Regions from separate parts of the Mus musculus genome. Here region 1 is linked to region 2. The links are chromatin contacts, called in public Hi-C maps. All regions are on one chromosome and are shown on one strand. Each heading gives the region's core, a stretch centred on a gene start, on an enhancer-like site or on the middle of the called end of the contact. The rest is flanking DNA. Distances are from core to core; before and after follow the strand shown. Region 1 overlaps Kat6b (K(lysine) acetyltransferase 6B). Region 2 overlaps Adk (adenosine kinase).

Evidence for each region. A called contact is a pair of places that touch in the nucleus more often than the background predicts.
Region 1: a Hi-C map of cortical neurons shows a contact between it and region 2, with 1.7 times the contacts expected there. The contact joins two enhancer-like sites. A contact is called at or near these places in 2 of 484 Hi-C or Micro-C datasets (cerebral cortex and cortical neurons) and 2 of 9 other capture datasets (adipose tissue and liver).

The regions. Positions count from the first base shown.
Region 1 is chr14:21,654,797-21,661,563 of GRCm38.p6, reverse strand. It overlaps Kat6b (K(lysine) acetyltransferase 6B), which reads right to left. Exons shown (of 17, transcript NM_017479.3): 13 at 590-821; 14 at 1-136. Among named protein-coding and RNA genes, the nearest start is that of Dupd1, 56 kb to the left of the region's middle. Within about 2 kb of position 1,718, at least 36 of the 459 cell types and tissues checked have an H3K27ac peak or open chromatin away from gene starts, as enhancers often do. A contact at or near this core is called in cerebral cortex and cortical neurons, where this site is marked.
Region 2 is chr14:21,367,167-21,374,194 of GRCm38.p6, reverse strand. Adk (adenosine kinase) reads right to left here. Exons shown (of 11, transcript NM_134079.4): 8 at 5,089-5,124. Among named protein-coding and RNA genes, the nearest start is that of Gm52152, 48 kb to the left of the region's middle. Within about 2 kb of position 4,949, at least 121 of the 459 cell types and tissues checked have an H3K27ac peak or open chromatin away from gene starts, as enhancers often do. A contact at or near this core is called in cerebral cortex and cortical neurons, where this site is marked.

The DNA of each region.
Region 1 (6,767 bases), core at 469-2,968, 290 kb before region 2:
CTCAGAAACCACAGCATTAGAAATTAACATTGGGGTCCATCTTAGACTCTCCGGATCAAGTTCATTGGGTCGGGAACAGTTCTTCAGCTTTTCCATGTGGCCCAATATCAACTTTTCCCTTCTAATGATGACAAACCTGTAATATAGGGAGACAAGACAAAGTGAGATTAAAAAAACTGAGAGCTAGTGGGGTGTGGTTGCATACACCTTTAACCTTAGCACTTGGGGGAGGCAGAGGCAGGAGACTCTCTGTGAGTTCAAGGCCAGCCTGGTCTAACAAACTGAGATGGAGGGATGCCAGGGCTATACAGTGAGGCCCTGTCTAGAAAACCAAACCAAACCAAACCAAACCAAACCAAACCAACTCAAGATTAAATGGTGGACATGCTGGTGCATACCTGTAATCCAGAACTGAGGCAGGAGGATCGCATGAGTTTGAAGGTTACCTGGGCTACTGTTTTAAAAGAACAAAGTCCCTGGCCAATCCAGATTCCTTTGACCCAGGTTATGAAAATGGAAAACCAGCAAAAGCAACAACAACAGGCTTGATCCTGCTGTGGATCAAGAAAGCAGAAAGCAGGGCACTCACCTGCCATCCCTCCTGTCAATCATGTGGAGGTGCTGCAGAGTGGTGGCGATGTCATGTGGGCACATGCCTGTGGCTCTGCTAATGGCCTTGATGCTGATGTGCCTCTCGTGGTGGCGGTAGAGGTATTCCAAGATGACACTTTTCCAGTAGGCCAGGTAGGAGAGCCGGCCCAGGTCAGAGAGCGGCTTTTCGGGAGACCCTGCTTGGCCTTCTCTTCGAGAAAGCAAATAGCCTAGGCAGGAAAAGCAAAACTGCACTCAGCTTGGTTGTCAGAGCTAGGGCCAGGACTAGGAACAATGTCATCAGCCACAAGGTAAAAGCATCACACAGGTCAAGTGTGTCCTGTCAAGCTCGTCACCTCTCTCAATTACAGTGATGTCACCTCGTCAAATTTCTGCTTGTCAACTTTTGTGGTGACACTGTAAGCGAATTCACACAGCTGGTGGCAGCTAACATACATGGTGTTGTGTGTCACGGAGGTTGAAAGCTAAGACTAAAGAGACTTCTGGGGAATCTCCACACATAAATCCCCTGCAAGCCTGAAATTCTCTCGGATACTCAATGTCAGGATCTCTCGGATCCTGGGGAGGGACCACCCCGACATTAATGGGCAGGTTGTTTTCCACAGAGGACCCGATGACCCTTTGACAGCTGGGGCTTAGTGAAGGGGCTTCGGCTGACACAGCCTGCACTGCCTGTTCCGTTTAACCAGCGGCTGATTTGAAGCTGTTTTAGTATTAATAAAACACTGGCTTTCACGCCTATGGTGGCAAACGCAAATCTACGATGCTAGCTCTATTTTTACCCTTCTCATAAAAACTAAGCCAACCTGAGAATGTGGCTCCTACAATTACAAATAAAATACACGAGCACATGAAGCTCGAACCGCACAGCTTTTCTGGCAAAGAAACTCTGAAATGAGAAGACTTTAAGCCCACTTAGAGGAAATGAACGGAAGCTGGTGGCTGTCTCGGTAATTAAGAGGCAGTAATGGAGGAGAGAAGAATTGACTGTCAAGTAGTGATGGCTTCTTTGCTCTAATTGTTTCAACAGCCTCACCTCCCTGAGGTTCACCTCCGTGAACCTCCTGCGTGTAAACAAACATCAGCACAGACAGTAGGTGGCAGCACTCACCAAACCAGGCCACTCTACACCAACCCAGACATCAGCGTTCCTCCCCTTCATCTACAGTTCCAAAATGGCTGCACTTGCAAGAATTTTCTGTTTTAGTTTTTCTGTTGTTGTTACAAAGAGAAATCAATGCCTTGGATCCATTTTCTTCCTGTTTCTCAAAACCACTTGCAAATAATGCAGAAATCTAGAAAAAGACACTCTACCTCAACAGCATGCTGCATCTTGACAGCTTTTATTTGAATGTCATCATACAGAATAGAAATAAAATAAGCATCGTGTTTTGCCTAAGATTTTTGGTTTAACTCCTCTCGTCCTGTTTAAGTATTGAATGCAAACAAACACCAGACTTTAACAGCCAAGCCACTGTCGGCGCGTGCCGCTCTGCCACACTGAGGTTTTCAACAGCGGTGTCAGGAATGCTAACGTGGACAGCTGCTGTGCTGCAGCCAGCCCATATCGTGTCCTGTCAACATGGAGAGTGCTGCGTTGCCAGAGCAGTGGAGGAAGCCCAAACCTCAGCACAGAAAACTGGCGTATCCCGTCACCTGCTCCCTAAGTGCTTGGCATAGCCTGAGAAATTTACTTAGTCAGCTGGGAGCCCCAGCTCTGTACTTCTGCCGGGGGTGGGGGGGTGAGGCGCAGGTATAGAACCATGGATGATAACTGTTCCCTTTGTCCACAAGATCCCACAATTAAAAGTTCCCTGCAGTGACTAACTATGGAAGTCCCCAGGCCCTCACTGATTCATGTGAATCCCACTGTTGAAGGCAGAAATTTGGCCTACAAGCAGTTCCCCCTCCCACCTACGCTCACCACTACACAGAACTACCTTACCCTGGAGGCACGGTTTTTATTATGTCTCTATGTTCCCACACTTTGACCTAAGAGGGAAGCATTCCCACCCTCCCTTTCAATTTTACCTAGCTGTTCTTGTACCCCGAGTCTAAAAAGCATGCGGTAATTTAGGCGAGCCAGCAAGCTGAGCCCCTGGGGAGCACTGGAGTACAAACCTTTCAGTACCCTCCACTCCTGCAGTGTCAAAAGGCTGACTCCTGACAATTCCTTGGCCTTTTGACTGCAGCGCAGGACTGCTGCCCCATAGGTGGAAGGTAACACGCTCTATGTGTCATGGACATTGAGCCCACTGGTCTCTCCCAGCAAAGCACCCTCCTGTTGTGTGTGCACTCAGAGGCTGTGAAGAGGCAGGGACTCTGCAAGCACTTGTTGGGAGGGATACTTTTCAGGGTGCCGAGAATATGACTGGAAACCCAATGTTTAGTCAGAACCTCCTGCACACATCCCAGGGATGATGAGCACCAAACACCACCCAAAGCCAATGCCCTGAGGTGCCTGGCCCTGCTTGTAGTGTGTCTCCTCCTCCTCTGGGAATCCAGAGACCCTCAAAGAAGTTGCAGCCAGGAAGAAAATGGCACTTTTGCCGAGAACTATTTGGAATCTCCCCATGACGGAGGATGCTCTGATGTTAAACAGAATCCACCAGGAACAGTAAAAATGACCATGAACACATGTCTTATTTCTTACTAGTTGACTGAAATGGCATGCAGAATGACAATCTGTGCTGTTTGGAAAGGTGCTGTGCCTCCTGGTTGTGCACTGACGACAGAAGAGCGGCTGGCTATAAATGTCATCTGCGGCAGGCGCTTGCCTGGAAGGAGCTGAGCTGCTGATGCTGACCTATGCTGTCCTTCGCGACATGGGTGTTAAGTGAGGGGCTTCTTGCCACCTTCTGTCCCTTCCTACTTTCTCTCAGCTCCTCAAAGCACAGTTACAATATAAAGCAGACACAGTAAATTTTGGTAAGAACATTTGACTTATTAATTACAGAGATGTGATGGTTTAAGCTCTTAAGTTTAACTTACCAAAAAGATTCCAAATAATTGATCTAAGATGCAGGGAAATAAAAAGCACTTATCTTGGAAGCCGGTGTATTGTCCTGAAGCATCTGAAACAAGTACAATACACCCCTGGTGAATAGATCCCCACGGCGTGCTCACACCTCTCCTTAACGCAGGACACTTTCAATCAGAAAACTTCAACTACCCCTGGGGAAACCTACTGTTTCAGACGAAAAGTGACGTGTGGAAGACAAGTCCCAGGAGCTTCAGGATAATTAACTGCTGGTGCGAATATTCCCTTGAACTTGTCGGTGAGCCAAAGATTCAGGCAACGAGCACTCAGTCATGAGTGAGAACCTCGTAATGGAAACGGAGTAGCCCACACACCATCCCCTGCATTAACCACCCCAAACTAGCATGATCCACTTCCTCCTCTGCGTCACTGGAACTGCATACCAGGGGAAAGGTGAGGTCGAAGGGGCAGCGGAAGTCTCTCATGCTTGACTCAGAGATGATCCTCTTGCAGGGAAAAAAGCATTTCCAAGCAGAGCATACAGGCCACCTGGCCTCCATTGAGGACGGCCTAAAGTATCAGTTCTCGCTGCCTGGTCCTGACCAGAGACTGAATGGCTAACTGCCTCTAGGAAAGCAGGGTAGACCCACTTTATGGAGGTAACTATTTGATGAGGTCAAAGTTTGTTTTGGCAGTCATGAATAAATCAAAATCAATTTGATCCCAACTCTCATTTATTTGGAACTTCCCTCGTTTTGAACAAGTGCTATGCAGGATGATATAGTGGAGCAAGAGTAAAAAGAGGCAAGGGTGTGACAGAGATCTTCACAAGTGTCCCCCCTCATCCGTGTACACTTCCATCTGTCATTGTCTGCTTCCAAACCATCTGAACCTCCTCAGACACACAGCATAAACTTTGGCTTGCTACTCAGTTCCAGCTCCCATCTGTCTGGATTATGTGAATTCAAAGCTTTCAGTTGCTTTAGGGGAGATAATCTCCAAGGATTATATACCTTTCACCAACACCTGCTGAGCTCAGCAGACGCCAATGGAAGACCCACAACAGAACACAGCCTGGGCTTTGCAGGCCTGGGGATTGACACCAGCCATGGGCTCATGTTAACTTAGGAGGTAAGCCAATGCCTTTAGCCATGGAGTTCCTTGGAGGTGGCAGTTCACTGGGCCATGTGGTCTGTTATTCGTTTCCTGGGCTAGCAGCACTGTGACCATGTAGACGGTTAGCAGTTTCATTACCAGAGTGGATTTGAGGGGCCGTCTTTTGTTTAAATTCAGTGCTGATCCTGAAGTTAGTATCTTTAAGAGAGCCCTGTTCCAAATGACCTGTGATGTGTCTGAAAGATGACCTTACCAAAAGATTGAGAATGTCTCTCAAAGTAGACATTTTGAAACAGACTGGATTTGAAACTGGAAGTTTGAGACACTCTTTACCATAATTCTTTGGGCCCAGTGTAATTACATAGCAACTAGACTAATCGCCGAGCAACCTGCACTCTCACAGACCCTAAAGGTGACTCAAGGTCAGGGCCCTTGAGGACCTGCTCTGGAGCTGCTAGGCAAACAGGCTTGTGTGGGAGAGACACTGAATGTACAATGGGATAAGTCAGGTCCCATCAGTTCCTTACTGGGAGAGAATAGAATAGATGGATTTCCTAAAGCCCTATCAGGCTATGTGGGTTAGCTAGAGTCAATGAGTGGCTGATTGCTCTGTTCTATGCCTGGATGTCACTACAAAAGAATTCTGGCTACAACATGAATTACAACTTAGAAGGTAGAGAGAGGCCTGAGAGCATGCATCTCTAACCAGGGCTCATGTCACTATACCTGCTGAGATACACTGGTGGGGTTCTAAGACATCTTGGCTTCAGAACTTTGTAGTTTAAACACTTATTTAAGACTCCAAAGAGCTTTTGTTTATAAAGGCTGTATCTGTTGATTTTTACAGAGAAGTGACATTGATTAATTTTAAAACAGCAACGAACCTAGTGTTACTCTAATTTTCGATAATTTAAAAAAAGCCTTCCCTGCATTTTTAAAAATATAAACAAACTAGAGAGGAGAAAGCTTGCTTTACATTTTACACTCCAGTCAATATCTACTTTGGTCCCTCATCTGTTGTGTCATGACATTTCTGGAAAATTCCACTTTACTGTCACGAATGAAAAAGAGTTAAAGAGGAAAGTAGCATTACTTTGGAATACTTATGGAATACCTCAGACTGCCTGAACTGTACTCAGACTATCTGTATATATGAATAATACAAACGTTGAGAAGCAGGGCAATGAGACCATAAGAACCTCAGAACTGTCATATATTGCGACAGCTCACAGGAGGCTAGGAGCACAGGCTGTGGAGCCACAAGCTGTGTGGCAGAATTCAGGACCTACCATGTAACAGCTATGTAACCCAAGGCACTTCTTTAATCTCTGTGTATGTCTGAATCCTCATTTAGACCACACAGTTAATAATCACACTTATCTTTTCAAGTTACTGGAAGCATTACATGGGTTAATAAAAACACAGAATAATGCTTGGCTTAAAGATTAGCTATTAAGGGTTATATCTATAGGCGTTCATTTAGATGACTAAAAACTCCTAATGTAGGGGAAATTAAGAGAATGTGGAGAGGAAGAAGTCAAAGAGCTCTTTGGCGTCGGACTGAGATGAGCCTCCTTCCTATTCCTACGTTTGCTTGAGCTACCTCAAGACCATTCTACTGCCTCAGAAGTTTCCTACCACCCAAATATAAATTTAATTAAAGGAAAAGCCCCTTCTCCTTTGGCCTCAGGAATAGTCAAGAAATTAACTACTGAAAATTCCCAGCAAACATAATTGGCTCCCAAATTCCTTTTGGCTGTCAAGTATTTATTTCAATGACTACCCTGAATGAACAACTAGCCCATCAACCCACAAACACAGTGGCTGCCCGAGGCTTCAGCAGACCCACAAGCTCCCAGAGAAATATAACAAAGACTCGCAGATTCTAGAAGACTCAAGTGTGTCCTGGGAAAACCGGCCTGAAAACCCAGGGACATGCTGTCTTTGGGAAAGTTCTGTTGGCTGAGTCACATCTCAGCCGTAGACATCTTGAAGATGCACTAGCTTCCTGAAGAGCACTCCACTGCTAAGCTCTCCCTCAGTTATGTGGAACAAAGTC
Region 2 (7,028 bases), core at 3,700-6,199:
TGAGTTCTGCAAGTTGCCCTCTGACCTTCATGCCCACACTGCGATACATGCCACTTAATAAATGAGTGAACGATTTCTTTTCAAAAAGTACACATCTCCTTCCTTTCACTCTCTTGTTTTCATTTCACTGTCACCAAGCAGGTGATACAAAAGTTTGAGCACTGTCCCGATCTGTCCCAGCTGTGGCGCTCCCACGCACTGCCCACTCAGCTATACCATCCTGGGTGATCTGCCAATTGCCAGTCAAGTCTCAGGCTGCCTTCCTCACTTGACTCAACCCAGAGAGGCTGGCCTTGTGGAGCACACAGTTCACTGTGTTCTTTCTTGTTTGGTGGCCTCTGTCCTCTTGTTTGCTCTGTTTGAAGTGTGTTTTCTTGGCTGGTTGTTTAACTGTGTTTTGTTTTGTTTTGTTTTGTTTTGTTTTTCTTCTGTCATTGCTAGATAGCTCTATTTGTCAGATTTTAACTTTCTTTTCCTTCTTTAAAAAAATTACTACTGTGGGGGCTGGGGGACACACGTCTTCTCCAGCACATGCCCGGTGGCTCTGAGGACAGCTTCGCAGAGCTGGTTCCTTCCTTCTATCTTTTTACTGGGTTCTGGGGAACAGCATCAGAAAATGATCTCATCTGTTTCTCCCAGTCCCTTTTAAACATTGTCTTCCTTTGGGACCCAGACACCCTGGAAAGCACCAGTAGGGCCTGACGTAGGACTTATTTTCTGAGACCGTGACAGTTCACTGCAACCCTAAAATCTGTGCAGAACACAAGAACCTAAGTGTCACGTGTGAGAGGTCCCAGGGAACGAACCATTACTTCCTGATGATGCCATGTAGATTTTCTCCTCCCTGCTGATCAACAGAACTTTTTAAGATGATGTATATGTTTGCTACCTGCACTGTCTAATAAAGTAGCCATCATGCCCACAGGCTATGGGGTCCTAGGAATGTGTATAGGACGAGCAGAGTGAGAATGCATTTTGTTTTATTTTTAAAGACAGTTTCACTGTGCTTTACACTGGTCTCAAACCCATGGGTTCAAGCCACCCTCCTGAGTTAGCATTCAGGGTAGTTGGTACTACAGAGCTGCAGGTACTCCTCGCCTTGAATTTTACATTTTCTGCAATGCTAAATAATCTTAACTTGAGCAGCCAAGTGTGATCATTGGACTGTGCAATTCTATACTTTGTCGTTCAGTGTTACAAGGTGATTGCGTCTCCCTGGCCAGAGAAAGGCTGCGACGCTTGGATGTTCTGGGTAGCCAGAGGCTGGGGGAAGAAGGGAAAGGGAATAAGATCACTTTGTTCCCCATGTGGAGAGAGCATTATGCCTTAGACACCTACAAGAGAAGGAAAATCTTTGCTTGGAGTCATGCTGAAAAAAAAAATGACTCAATGGTTTGAATTCCTTTCAAAAATTGGCACACATTTCTGTTGCGGAGACAATGAAAATATGGAGAATAACTAAATTTAGGTTTTGGAGGTATTTTCTTCATTTTATTTAATTCCCATCAATTTATGACAGTTTTCAAAGGCTTTATAAATGAAGCCTACTTTTAACTACCTTGTTTTTATTTAGATTTTTAACAATGTAAACCTTTAATCAGTTCAGCCCAAGAAAAGGAAGACTTAACAGCACACTGCAGTCTGAGCTGTTTTTCCAGAATAATAAAAGGCCGCGCGAAACTCTTTACCAAGAATTGTCATTTTAAATTCTTAGCAGGTCTGTCATTTAAATCGGGCACTATGCAATTTTCCATCACCTATGTAGAAAAACCCACTCTCCTGCCTTGTGCTCTGCCTACCTCCAGCTTTTATCCCCTTCTCCAGTGCTCTCCTAAGCTGCTGCTTCTCACTAAAAAAAAAATGCCCAGTTCATCTTAAAGATTAAAGCTTTTTTTTTTTTTTGAAAAGATTATCTAGAATTTGCAGAGAAGCCCACCAGGGCATCATAAACAACGCAACTGAGGGTCTTTCCTTATGAGTAGACACAGGTTATTTTAGAGGTGTCAGGCTGGCCTGTCAGATCACAGATGGCAACACTGTGGTTCTGGGAAAGGATGGGGATTAGTAACAGAAACTAAGGGAGTGCAGGGGTGCTGGCAGGAAGGAAGGATGCTCGCCTCTCTGGTCTTTCAATCATTCCATTTGCCTTGCTCTTTCTTTCTTTTCAAGGTGCACCAAATTCAGAGCCAACATTAAGGCATGAGAGAGAAAATACAAATTGCTAAGATAAAGTGACTTAGTCTTGTTTTATTCAAGAGTACTACCCTTTAGACCTATGTTTTTGTATTTTCTCTAATGAAGTGAGAAAACTTTAATGACATTATAAAAATCATTGGATTTCTCAGACAGCATTCCACACGTGGGTTGTATTTTTATTAACAATCCTGGCTTGAGGCTACTCTAATCATGGCCTGTATGTATTCTGCACTGCTAACTAATGCTTTTGGGGAACCGTAGAGGGACATATCAAGACACCGTGTACTTTAATGAATCTAACACAGCACTATCAACATCACTGGTGGAGCTGGGTCTGTGGGTCAGAGGTAACGTGGTAGGTGACTATGATAATTATCATTTTGCTTACATGCCCTAATCCATTATGGAAGACTATGACAAAGGGAAACAATTTTCAAATCAGTACATAGGAACTACTGAAAGGTTAATATAGTGCTGGTCAGCAGGAAATAGAGAATGCAGTTTGTTGCTGAGACTGAGTGTAGACCAGGTACACTTCGAGCAAAGAGCTCAAGAAGAAATAAAGCCTTTAGTAGGCTTACTATCCTCAGAAAACATCACATGAGCACTAAGGAACTGCTATTTTACTATATGCATGTGATATGCCTATCTGCAAACCAATCACGGAACCCAAATACTTTTGTTTAATGATAACACAGCTAACTGACAGGTACAAATTTATATTCTAAAACCTCTTATTTATGAAGTATTTGAGTTTATAATATTTGAAAATATTTGTTTTTTGTAAAACAAAACTTAGCATAGTTAAAACTTTATGATTTAAGATAGCCAACCATGTATCCCTGGCTGGCTTTGAACTCACAGAGATCTGCCTGCCTCTAGAGAACAGGTATTACAGGAATGTACACAATCATGCCTGGGGGTAAAACCTTTAAAATGACTGAAAGCATTAACATATGTTCTCACAATCAAAACACTTGTTTTAGATGTCTCTCTGTGTGTATACATGAGTGCTAACTCCCTAGCCTCACATTAAAAATTATATTTATTTAGTGTATGTGTTCACACATGTTTCAAAGTTCTAGTGTGGAGGTCAGAGGTCACGGCACCTCTATCCAATAAGGCATTTGGAGGCCCCATATTGCATTTGTGAACATTCTCCTGACTCCATCCGGTCTTATACAGCAGTTGTCAGTTTGGGAAATTAATAAGACAAACAACGTTGGAAATCCCTTTCTACACTACTTAATTCCACAGTGACTCAAATGTGGTAAAACAATGAAAGAAAACTTCTTTTGTTGTTGTTGTTGTTGTTTTGTTTTTTTGTTTTTTTGAGACAGGGTTTTTCTGTGTAGCCCTGGCTGTCCTGGAACTTACTCTGTAGACCAGGCTGGCCTCGAACTCAGAAATCCGCCTGCCTCTGCCTCCCAAGTGCTGGGATTAAAGGCTCGAGCCACCACCACCACCTGGCAAAAGCAAACTTCTAAGAAGTCAATGACTATGTCATTTTTCTGTGTTTCAAACGATTGAGGGAATTCTTAGAGACAAGCTCACTGTCTTCCTTTATGATGTAGAGGAACTGTTTCTGGCTTACACAGTCACCACACATGTATATTATTTTGTTTCTCGATGACGAATCTGCTTCTAATTCATTTTATTAATAGGTGTAAATATCACAAATTCACATTTCTTTAAGGAGCTTAAAGCTTACATAGTATTGTTCAATCAACATTCAACTCACAGTTTCTATGTGTGGTACACAATATTGAGTATGCAAATAAGGGTGGAGTTACTAAATCTCAATTACATTTATTTCTATAGTTACATGAGTGGGGTGGCTCAGCCGATAAAGGTGCTTGCTGCCAAACCAGACGACCTGAGTTCAATACCCACACCCACATGGAGGAAGGGATAGAACTGATTTCAGCAAGTTCTCCTCTGAGCGTCACACATATACTGTGTCAGGCAAGTGCCCTCCTAACAAATAAATAATATAATTTTAAAAAGTTTCTCTAGTCAATATTACAAGTTGATGTATAAAACAGAACAGTTGACATTGTTCTGGCTCAGTACCACAGCCATCAAAGATTCATAAACCCAGTTAATTATCTGTCACTTAACCTGGGTTCATACTGAAGTTAGTGTTTTCTAACAGTCAATTAGAAGATAGTATTATGCAGACAGAAACACGGTCTTGACTGTATCTTGATTTTGCCAACAACGACCACATGGAGTTTTGAATCTTGACAAGATTGTCCTTCTAGTAGGTAAACAGAACGGAGACCAGAAAATTAAGGCTAATTATCAATATTTTCCTTACAAAAAATTATCTGATGTTATTTTTTAAAAGATGAAAGGGAGACAGGACTCAAATAAGAAGCTCATAAGCAGGATAGAAATTAATCAGCCCTAACAACTGGTAAGTACAACCTTTGGAGATTTATTTGCATAACGATAATTTACGGGCGATAGGGTTGAACTTATTTAAGTGACATTATAGCTCACTATTCTGTCTTGCCCTAACACTGCTGCAGCACGGAATTCTTATGAAATGTAATGCAGCTAATGAGGTAGCTTTTTAACTGAACAAACTGACAGGCCCCATATCTGCAGAGGCAGCTTGAAACTGTGCCCAACCTCTTGGCTTCCCAAGAGGCTTTTCAAAATTCAATAAATAACATCTGTAGGCGATGTTGGGTGCAGACCTAGCAGAGTGCGTCATAACACTGTGCTGGCAGAACAAAGAAACCATGACGACTGCCAAGTTTCCATGGCAACTGCAGCGAGGCTCTGAGAGTATAATAGCACATCAATCACTGTCCAAAAGAACTTCATTATCAGCTAGAAAAAACCTTTAGGATCTGTTTAGTGTGCAATTGTGGGTTAACTCACCTCAAAGCCTTGCTCTCTAGCAAAAGTGGCAGCTTCCTGAAAAAAAAAAAAAAAAGGACAGTTAATTATAAAGTGCCAGATAATGAAGAAATAATTCATTCTGAAACTCATTCAGTCTTCTTTTTACACAATTATCTCAAGATACTCACATAGATTAATTTTTATTTTTACCCCAAAATATTTCCTTTTTGTCTTGGCATGAAAAACAATGGGCCACATGGTGTCAACACACTTCACACGCCAGGACAGGGAAGATGCTATGTGTTTTTACAGTGGCTGCCAATGAGTTCAGGTGTTCTGACCTCACTCAGAAAGGAAAGGCATTCACTTGAAACCCAAGGACCAGGCTGGTGGTTACACGTGTAATTAAAAGAGTACTTTTCAGGAAGCTCTTCTGGAGATGAGAATGCCTACTAATAGATATATAGATGCTGGAAACAATTATTTCCCAACCCCATGATGAAATTTATAGAGACAGGGGTCACCAGTGGGTTGTTAGAGTCATTGAGTGATAGGATGACAGGGAACCGGTTCTTCCCATGGAATCAAAGCAGCACAGATTACATGCTGGCCACGGGGAGCAAAGTGAAACTTTATAATGGAAGGGACCAAGCTGTCATCATTGTAAGCCTGTGGTCAGTCCTATCCACTAGCATCCCTCATAGTGGGATTGCCAAATATCCTGTGCCCCAGATATGGAGAATGGAGTTCACGGTATCAACCAGGATGTAGTCTAGCCAAAATATCTTCGCACCAATTAACCAAAAGTTTAGTTCAATAACTTGTATTTATGAGAAAAAGAGAGGAACAATTAAAGGAGAAAGTGAACGAATCTGTAAGGCGGGCACATTTACAAAGCAACTAGTAATGTTTCTTTAACTAATGGCAGCCTCAAAGATAAACTGGGAAGGGAAATGAACAAAACCAGCATATGACTGCATCTTATTTTAAACCAAACCAGCTGTGAAAGATGTTTCAACAGAGGTAATCTGAAAATCAGAGGATAGAAGGAATCGTCAGTTTGATATTAGGAATGATCAGTGTGACAAGGAAATTGTCTTTAACTTTTAGGGCTGTGTCCAGGAGTATTTAAGGGTAAAAAGCCACATACAAAATCTGTAACTTGGAATACTCTGCGAGAACAAAAGGAAGCGAACTTGACAAAACACTGGAACCTAGGTCTAAGATATACGGGGCGAATGCTTCCACTCTCTATACCCCTCAACCCCACCCTCCTGGGGTCTTGCTATATAGCCCTGGCTGGCCAGGAAATGCTATGCAGGCAAGACTAGCCACAAACTTGTATAGATCCACCTGCTTCTGTCTTCCAAGTGCTGAGATTAAAGGTTTGGGTCACCGTGCCTGGCTTTTGTCTAAGAGGAAAAGGTTAGAAAAGTTAACACCTAAAAGAATGTTTAAAAATTTTAATACACAAAGTTCTTCTAGCCTTTATACATATACATGTATGAGCACAATTTAATGAACATTATGCCATATGCTAATGCTTTTCTAACAGGCTACTGAAAGACAAAACAAAACAAACCACCCCAAACCAAAAAAACCCACCCATATCTATGTAACTAAGTCCTTACGCTTTCACTGTTTAGCTCGTGCATACATTTTAATTTTAGGAATCATAGAAAATGGAGGCAATATTACTTTTCATTTCTACTTCCCTCTTGAAAGTGAAAAAAATTGCAGACAACTGTCAAGAGTCTCTACATCTTAACTCACATTCCTCCAAAATTATCTTTGCCAAGAGATATTAATAGAAGAATGGGATTTGAGCCCAAGTGGTGAGCAGATCCAACTCAACTAGAACGACTGCTGCACCAAACCATGTAAGGCAGAAAGTACAGCCAGTGCCTTTAAAATAAATGTGGACAGTTCCTCCATGTTGAGGGAAATACTAATTAGGAAATACATGCATGTACTTATGG